2 separate regions of the Solanum lycopersicum genome follow, and region 1 is linked to region 2. Evidence: chromatin contacts called from public HiChIP or PLAC-seq data. All regions are on one chromosome and are shown on one strand. Each heading gives the region's core, a stretch centred on a gene start, on an enhancer-like site or on the middle of the called end of the contact. The rest is flanking DNA. Distances are from core to core; before and after follow the strand shown.

Evidence for each region. HiChIP or PLAC-seq counts read pairs in DNA pulled down with a chosen protein or histone mark.
Region 1: a contact with region 2 is called in an RNA polymerase II HiChIP or PLAC-seq map of leaf, with 8 times the contacts expected there. The contact joins the promoter of LOC101265163 here to the promoter of LOC101257502 in region 2. A contact is called at or near these places in 1 of 8 Hi-C or Micro-C datasets (leaf mesophyll) and 1 of 1 datasets of contacts at active chromatin or transcription factors (leaf).

What each region holds. Positions count from the first base shown.
Region 1 is chr1:67,954,557-67,959,054 of SLM_r2.1, reverse strand. It overlaps LOC101265163 (GATA transcription factor 16), which reads right to left and starts at 1,448. Exons shown (of 3, transcript XM_010320465.4): 1 at 1,354-1,448; 2 at 1,017-1,259; 3 at 450-928. The coding sequence starts at 1,371. The coding sequence ends at 674.
Region 2 is chr1:67,735,975-67,740,398 of SLM_r2.1, reverse strand. It overlaps LOC101257502 (importin subunit alpha-2), which reads right to left and starts at 2,357. Exons shown (of 12, transcript XM_069298316.1): 1 at 2,236-2,357; 2 at 1,908-2,143; 3 at 1,613-1,709; 4 at 1,438-1,529; 5 at 1,225-1,356; 6 at 951-1,136; 7 at 621-784; 8 at 441-519. The coding sequence starts at 2,126.

The DNA of each region.
Region 1 (4,498 bases), core at 199-2,698, 220 kb before region 2:
ATCAGAATGACGAGCTGGAAAATTAGGTTCGCGTTAAGCAGATTCCAAAAAGAGAAATAAATTCTTTAGGAATATTCAATTAGGCTATTATTTCTCAAAAAACACATGAATTGTCATCACACTCAAAAAGGCATAATTTTTTATCAATATTGATTAAATTCTTCAAATATACATATTAAATCATAACTAATAAAGCGATATTTTTAAAAATTCAATTAATCTAAATTTTCATATATTAAATTAAAGCGATTATTTTAGAAATTCAGAGATTTAGATTTTCACACATGTTATATTCGTTTGTCATGTCAACATCGTCTGATCAAATCCAAATTGTAGTTTGTATTAAATTATTAGTTAGTCAAATGTTTGTACCACACTTTTATACTGATGGTTGTAAATGCATTATTTAATGAAAATAATAATTGTGACGTAGGATGAAAAGGAACCGATTTGATAAAGAAGTAAATTTTCCATATATTTGATGAATCTTTTAAGCATAACAAGGAATTTGATTAAACTAATAAATTAAATAAAAATCTAAAAAGGATAAAAGTATCCTTTTCAAGTCCTAGGAGAAATAATTGCTCAACTATTTATCTATTGCTGTTTTATGATTCTACTACCCACCACTGATCACTCACTCCCTCACCCACCAACCAACCAATGGCCCTGATCAAGCACAAACAGAGCTACAAGACAGACACATCAACAAGAAAGCAGCTTGTTCAACATCATCAAGATCAGTCCAGTGAATTGGAATTGCATCAGCATTCTTCACTGCACATATTTTCTTCTTCTTCTTCTTGTCCACATTGCTGCTGCTAGCAGAATTAGCAGACGATTTCTTCGTCTTTTTCTCATCCTTGTTCAACCCGAGCAGATCTCTCTTCTTCTTCCTGCTCCTGATGCCACAAGCATTGCACAGCGACTGCATTTTCAAACAAATCATCGTCCGATCAACATTAGATTAATCACGACATTTTCGAAAATCAAATTAATTGATCATGTAAATTTACCTTAGGACCCGCAGGACCACTACGCCAAAGAGGCGTTTTCATAGCACCACAATTCACACAATTTTTCATCTGAATTTCAGATGAAATCACTTCAGGAGTTTTCATCTGGATTTCAGAGGAAATCACTTCAGGAGCTTTCGCTTTGATTTCAGGTGAAATCATCATTTCAGCAGCTTTTACTTCCATTTCAGATGAAATCATCACTTCTGGAGTTGTCATCTCCGTTGCCTCAGATCCAATCACCTAAAATCAAATAAAATCAAAACAGAGTAAAACAAAAACAAGCATGATCAATTTGATCAAATCAAAGTTAAAATGATGAATGTTGATCACTCACCTTATCAGTTAGATCCATCTGAATCAGAGGAAGCAAAAACAGAGAAATGATCAAAGTATTAAACCGACTGCTGTAAGAGAACCGACAGAAGAAGTGGGTGATCAGGATAGAAAATGGTGCTCTTTATAAAGGCATTGCCGAAAACCCTAAGCGCCAGGATCTGCTAAAATGACTTCTCTACCCTTTCATTACAAATATTTTCACCAGCCCGCCAAAACTTAAGTGCTATTCTGCCTTACTTATAAATAGGGGTAATTTCGGAATATGGAGATATGCTATTCACTTGCCCATTTGCCGCCTTCACGCCAACTCACAGCCCCCAAAAAAACGTTACAAAACAATTTACACAATCTTTAATGAACATATTTCTATCATAAAAAATAATTACTTTTTATTATTTTTGTATTAAATAATTATAAGTACAATTCATGTGAAATCATTGTACTTTGACTTTCTTTCTCGACATTAAAATAATAAGACAATACTAAGATTTAATACAAAATGTTTTTTCTCTCACTAGAATAATGGAAAATTAAATTTAATTAGATATAAATTTGGTTTACTTTATTTAATTATTTATAAAATAATACAAAATATTTATTAAAAATGTCTCATTAAATTATGATACTTTGAATATATTGTTTTTTAATCTCTTTTGGTTGATTTTTTGTGACCATAAGAAAAAAAAAAGATAAATATTACATGACATGCATGATCCTAGCTGTATAGAAAATATTTTGACTTGTTTGTTAAGATTAAAATAAAAAAACAATATCAAGATTTAGTAAAAAGAGTTTTTTTCCTCATTAGAATAAAGGAAAATTAAATTTAATTAGATATAAATGTGGTCCCTTTTTTACTTTCTTTTTAGTTATTTATGAGTTTGTATTTATTAAAAATATCTCATTAAATTTTGCAATTCTGAATATATGGTTTTTAAATCTCTTTTAGTTGGATTTTCGTGACCATAAATATATATGTATGTACATATATATATATATAGTAAAATATGCATGATCCTACCTGTATACTGTATAGAAATTAATTTTGATTTTTTTGTCAAGATTAAAATAATAAGGCAATATTAAATTTAGTACAAAGTGTTCTCTTTTCTCATTGAATAATGGAAAATTAAATTTAATTAGATATAAATATGGTTTCTTTTTTACTTTCTTTTTAATTATTTACAAATTGTTTTGATAAAAATGTCTCATTAAATTCTGATATTTTGAATATATTGTTTTTTTTTTAAATCTCTTTTGATTGATTTTTTGTGACCATAAGAAAAAGAATATAGATATTATATGATATGCATGATCCTACCTGTATAGAAATTATTTTGACTTGTTTGTCAAGATTAAAATAATAAAATAATATTAAGATTTAGTACAAAGTGTTTTTTCCCATTAGAATGAAAATTAAATCTAGTTAGATATAAATGTGATATCTTTTTTACTTTTTTTAAATTATTTATAAATTGTATTTATTAAAAATGACTCATTAAATTCTGATATTCTGAATATACGGTTTTTAAATCTCTTTTGATTGATTTTTGCGACCGTAACAAAAAAAATAGATATTATATGATATGCATGATCCTACATGTATAGAAATTAATTTTGATTTTTTTTGTCAAGATTAAAACAATAAGACAATATTAACATTTAGTACAAAGTGTTTTCTTTTCTATTAGAATAATGGAAAATTAATTTTAATTAGATATAAATGTGGTTTCTTTTTTTACTTTCTATTTAATTATTTATAAATTGTATTTATTAAAAATGTCCCATTAAATTATGATATTTTGAATATATTGTTTTTAAATCTCTTTTGATTGATTTTTTGTGACCATAAAGAAAAAAAATATATTATATGACATGCATGATCCTACCTGCATAGAAATTATACATTTTAAAATATTATTTCTAAATAAGTTTTGTGGTACGTGGATGGAGAAAATGGAACTACTTTAATCCTAATATGTCTAGAATGACATCAATTTGTTTCAAAATCTTTCCTTTTTAAGACATAGTTTAAAATAGAAAACTCATCATTTCCTTTGTAATATTCATTTTATTTCTTAAATTGGACATATTATTACTATACCAAAAGAATAACACAAAACAATCGTATATCTACCACAAAAATTGCGTGAGATTACAAATTGAATATGATATTTTAGTTAATTTTATTATTAAATAATATTAATTTGATCAAAATATAAATTTTGTGTAAACAATTATATGTGAAATTATAAATTATATTTGTGAATGGTAAATGTAAATTGTTAAATTTTGATTTATTTTTCTAGATCAAAATTATTAGATATCATTAAAATTTATAAAGCTTTTTTTACTCATGAGAATAGTAAAGGTACAACAGAGGATTAAAAATAAAATTAGGAACATATAATTTCCTTTTTACCTGTTTTAATTAATTTATAAAATACAAATATATAATAAAAATATCATTAACTACTTTTTTATAATGCTATTTCATGTATATTAATTTTTTCATCCATTTTTGATGGATTTGACATAGCTACTACTCTTGTTGTATATTTTTAAAAATGAGTTTCTAATGTCATGCAGTAAATTGTATTGTATAATAATATTAATTTTATTAAAATAATATTTTTAATTTAAATAGTTATATGTGAAAATATAAAAAACAATTCACGTGAATGACAACAGTAAATCATTGAATTGTGACTTGCCAAGATTAAAAAAATAAGACTAACATTAAGATTAACAAAGTTTTTCTTCTTCTCATTATTAGAATAATAAAGGTACAATTTTATATATATAATATATTTTTTAAAATTTTATAAAATACAAATACATTAAAATTTCTCATCAAATACTTTTTTATAAATGATATTCTAGATATATTATTTTTTTTCATCTATTTTTATTGATTTATTATAATCTCTACTTTTGTTACCGATATTGATAAAAATATGAAAACATATATATCATAATCCCACCAATATAAGAAAATATACTTTTCTTATTATTATTCCTAAATTAGTTTTGTGGTTGATGCATTGAGAAAATGTCATTCAACCCCCCATTGTGTATTACTTTTAATCCTAATATGTTTAGTATGACATTATTTTGTTCAAAATCCTTCCCTTTAGAACATA
Region 2 (4,424 bases), core at 1,108-3,607:
GCCTATTTTTCTTGAAGCTAAAAAAAGGTGCGTATATAGAATGGGAACAAGACCAGCATGCTACTGACTAATAATACTACAATACATAAAAATGTATTTATCTTCTCCACAAAACTGTACACAAAGAGCAGCTGTGTAAGGCAATAAAAATGACAGCTATGATTGAAATTTGTACTAGATCGCTCTAGATTGCTCAGACAGCACAGAGGAACCAGACAAGTGCAGGAGGAAACTAAGCACAATGATGTAAAATTGAGAAATGGACTAACAACAATCAAATTAGATCTGATTCTAGGAATGCTGAAATATCTTTTCAATAAATCATGCCTTAGATGCATCCACCATTCAATCATTTTGCTTTTTATTTTTTAATTGGCCAATTCATTAAAGTCTTTGAATTCAACCTTGAAAGCTTCTAAAAGCTCATTAAGCCTACATACCTGAGTCTGGAGGTCATCTCCTGTAACAATATTTCCTACTGTACGGAGGGCAGGGATGAGTACTGAAGGAGATGGATGCCTGCAGATTAATTGACATATACACCAGATTCAATCAAACTTTAGATATATAAAAAAAATAAGAAAGTAGTTCAACTGAGGAAATTAGAACACTCCACTCACATGAGGAGCTCGACCAGACGTGGACAAACACCTGCTTCAATGACAGCTTGAATTTTGTCATTTGTACCATCAGAAAGGTAAGAAAGTGCCCAGCATGCATCTGTTAGAACCTCTTCATCATTTGAATGAACAAGCCGCTGAAGAGCTGAAAGTGCTGGTCTCACCTGATAAATGTATTGTCATCAATCATGCAAAGCATTCAGTAAGTCATTTCATTTTACCAAATAAGATGACCATCAACATGAGGCACTTTGAAGGATTAAGAAAAGCACAATATTTTGAATCAAATAACTGCAAGCATAAAAAAGTTTCAACAACACAACAGCCAACCTGCTCAAATGGAGGTTGAGGCTTGCCTCTACAAAAGTTTGATAAGGTCCATGTAGCATTTCTCAGCATTGAAAGCTTGGCATGCTCATTCAACTGAGACAGCAAAGGAATCAACGCCCCATTACTAAGAACAAGATCACGGCACCTAGGAGAGTCACCAGCAACATTTCCGAGTGCCCACACAGCCTATAATTGGGGAAAAAATACAATCAGTTTACTAATCAACATAACTTCAGTCTATACAGTATAGGTGTCTGCCAATCTTTTAACATACCTGCTCACGAACATCATCACTTGGAGAAGCCAGAAGCTTTACAAAAATTGGCACAGCGCCATGGTCAATCACCACTCTGGTATTCTCCGAGGTACCAGACGCAATGTTTGTGAGCGCCCAAGCAGCTTCAAACTACAAACACAAAACCATAAGTAAATCGAGCGTGAATGAAGCTACAACCACAAAATGCTAAAGGCACACATCACTCTCTACCTGGAGTTGTGGAAAATCTTCCCTCATCAGAAACTCAACAAAACGAGGAACAACACCAGATTGAATAACTTCCTCGATAGGAGGACTTCTTTCTGTTGATCAAAGTTAGCATGTAAGTTAAAAGGAAAATTGAATAAAATTAATAGAACAGAAGCTGGAGCAGGATTAGTCATACCAATAGAGAGCAATTTACGAAATTGTGTGGTCGCCTCCAACTGCATATTGTTATCATTTGACCACACACCAGCAACCATTGATGGAAGACTTTCCAACTGTAAAGCAACCATTGCTTATCATTTGAAAACCATATCAACAAACAAATGAGCACAAAGCATAGAACGACCCAAAACCAAATCAAGTCATGAATTTCTGATTAAAATCATTTTTTTTAACAAATGATCAAGGAGACTTTACTTTACTCCTGATAAGATATCATCATTATAGACAGATTATACTTTAAAAAACCTGACCTTCTTTTCAACGGTGGAAGTTTGAAGATTAGCAGGGAACTGTTGTTGTTGGGCGGCTTGAAGGCCTTCACGACGCTTCTTGAGCAAGCTCTCTTCTCGTTTACTCTTACGGATCTCAACCAGATTGTCCTCTCGCCGGCGGCGGCCTTCGTCGGCATCAACGGCAACCTTGTATCGGTTCCTACGAACCTCGGTCCTATCACTTGGCCTCAGAGACATGGTATAGAGAATGAAAACTGCAAAAGAGAGATGAGATAGTAAAGGCAATTACAGAAAACCCTACAATGATAATTGAATCGAAGGAGAAAGAGAGAGAGACTATATATACCAAATATATTTGGAGAGGAGACCGTAAATGACGAGGGTTTTGGGACAGAGTTCCTCTTCTAGTCTTCTTCTGTTCATGGGCCGGGTCTCCCCTCTTTTTCTGGGCTTGATTAAGCCCAAGTTTTTCCCTGCATCTGCTTTTGGTTCATTGCACAACCCTCAAAACCGTAGATTTCTAATTTATTTTCACATGTTTGATTGATGATAAAAATAATTTTAATATCTGATTGATGAATGAAAAATAAATTTCAGAAATAATTTTTTATTTTTTATTTGAGACTAGAATTTACTCTTTAGAAAAATAATTTTTTACCTTAAAATAATCCATCTGCATAATTGATTTAGGATCCGACCCTGATATTAAAACTAGGCCACAACCTAGACTTCCGTCCTTGAAATATTTTTCAAAAAATAATTTTTAAAAAATTGTTTTTTTTAGGGGGTAGAATAGAGGTGGTGTAAAAATGATTTAAATTTTTGAAATATCATTAAAAAAAAAAAAAGTATTTAGGGGTTGGCTTGGGATGGGGAAAGATATAACTAATGAGTTTTTTTTAAAATTGTGATATTTTTCAAAAATAAATTTTAATGTAGTCATCAAAGTATAGAGAAAACGAGTTACGTATGATTTTAAAAGCATATATATCGTAAGGCAATAATCAGGTCTTAAATCGTATTTGATATTTTTAGAGAGTCTTAATATATTATTTTTAAGAAAATTAAGATAATAAACATGTTCAATGAATTAGACGGACACCATGAAAATATCTTTTGAGAATTTCTATAGTAAGCTTATTTTGTTGTGTTCAGTTGATACAAAATTATATCCAACATCTATAACGACTCACAGGCATATAGTATTTAGATATGCTGAATTTTTTACTGTAGAAGAATAAAAAGTACGTAAAAAATCACGTGTTATTCAAGATTTACCTAAAACATGAACAATACTCTATAATTTAAACAGAAAAAAATGTAATTTACTTCTTATACTTTGAAAAATGCAAAGGCTATGAATTATGATTGTAATCCTTGGAGATGAAATCCTTTAAATCTTCAATTTCTTCTCCAAAAAACCTCTCAAACTTAGAGCTCAAAAATAGAAGTTCTAAAATTAACAATTTGATAAAACTCTATACAATCTTATAAAAAATTAATAAAATTCGATACTACGCTAAAACTTTCAACAAGTATTTGCAGTTTTAATATATTAGTGTTGTAGCAGATTACTCGGCGTAGTTAGTCGGAATCATTGATCAATCAATGATTCACCCTTTGGTAACTTCATCATTGTCTTGCGCTTAGTCCAAGCATCTTTGTGTTCTGGATCACTGGTGATAAGGTACTGCTTCGCGAAACTTTTCGGCGATTCGTCGACTACTCCTTTTCATCGCCAATTTTGTAACATTTTGGAAAATCATATATCTAGTGAAGAGCAGTAAGTCCGTTAGAATACGTATTGGGGATATATAGGCATTCCAATTCCCAATATTGAGAAATATTGGGCATAGTATAGAAAAATGGCTAAGGGGTGTTAGCCAATTTCTATATATACCCAAATAAGCAAAATATAGTCCAAGCTTGTTTAGAAATGTACCTGCAAAGAATCCCCTAAATTAAAATATTTTTTCCTTAACTCACAAAAAAAGGTATGAAGCATCCAAGTGTCAAGCCTAGATACCATGTCGCATGATCAATTAAAATGATCATGTAGAGTAAGTAGTGCTCAAGGACATAGCGAGGATCCTTGAGACAATAAGTAAACATTCCCAAATGATCCATAAATAATAGTTAATTAGGAAATTACAACCAACCCATGTGCAAGCACATTTGCAAGACATGTGAAGAGAGGACCACCCTAACCGAATTCAGTTAGGGTAGTTAAAGGGAAAACGTGCACAAGGGACCACTCCATGTAGGGCCTAACCTCCTAACAAATTCTAGACTCTAACCTATTGCCCTAAATAACTAAATAACCTAGGACTAACCGAATTGGACCCATTAGTGCACCCGACAACCTAGGACCAAAATCGGGTTGACACTAACCTAGTACTAGTTAAAGAGACAGCCTAGTACCTAACATAGGATGGTCCAAAAGGTTAGTTATGGTCCTAACGACTTAAGGGTACTTTAGTAATTACCCTAGGTACTTAATTAATTAATTTAGCAATTCAATTAATTAATTTAAAG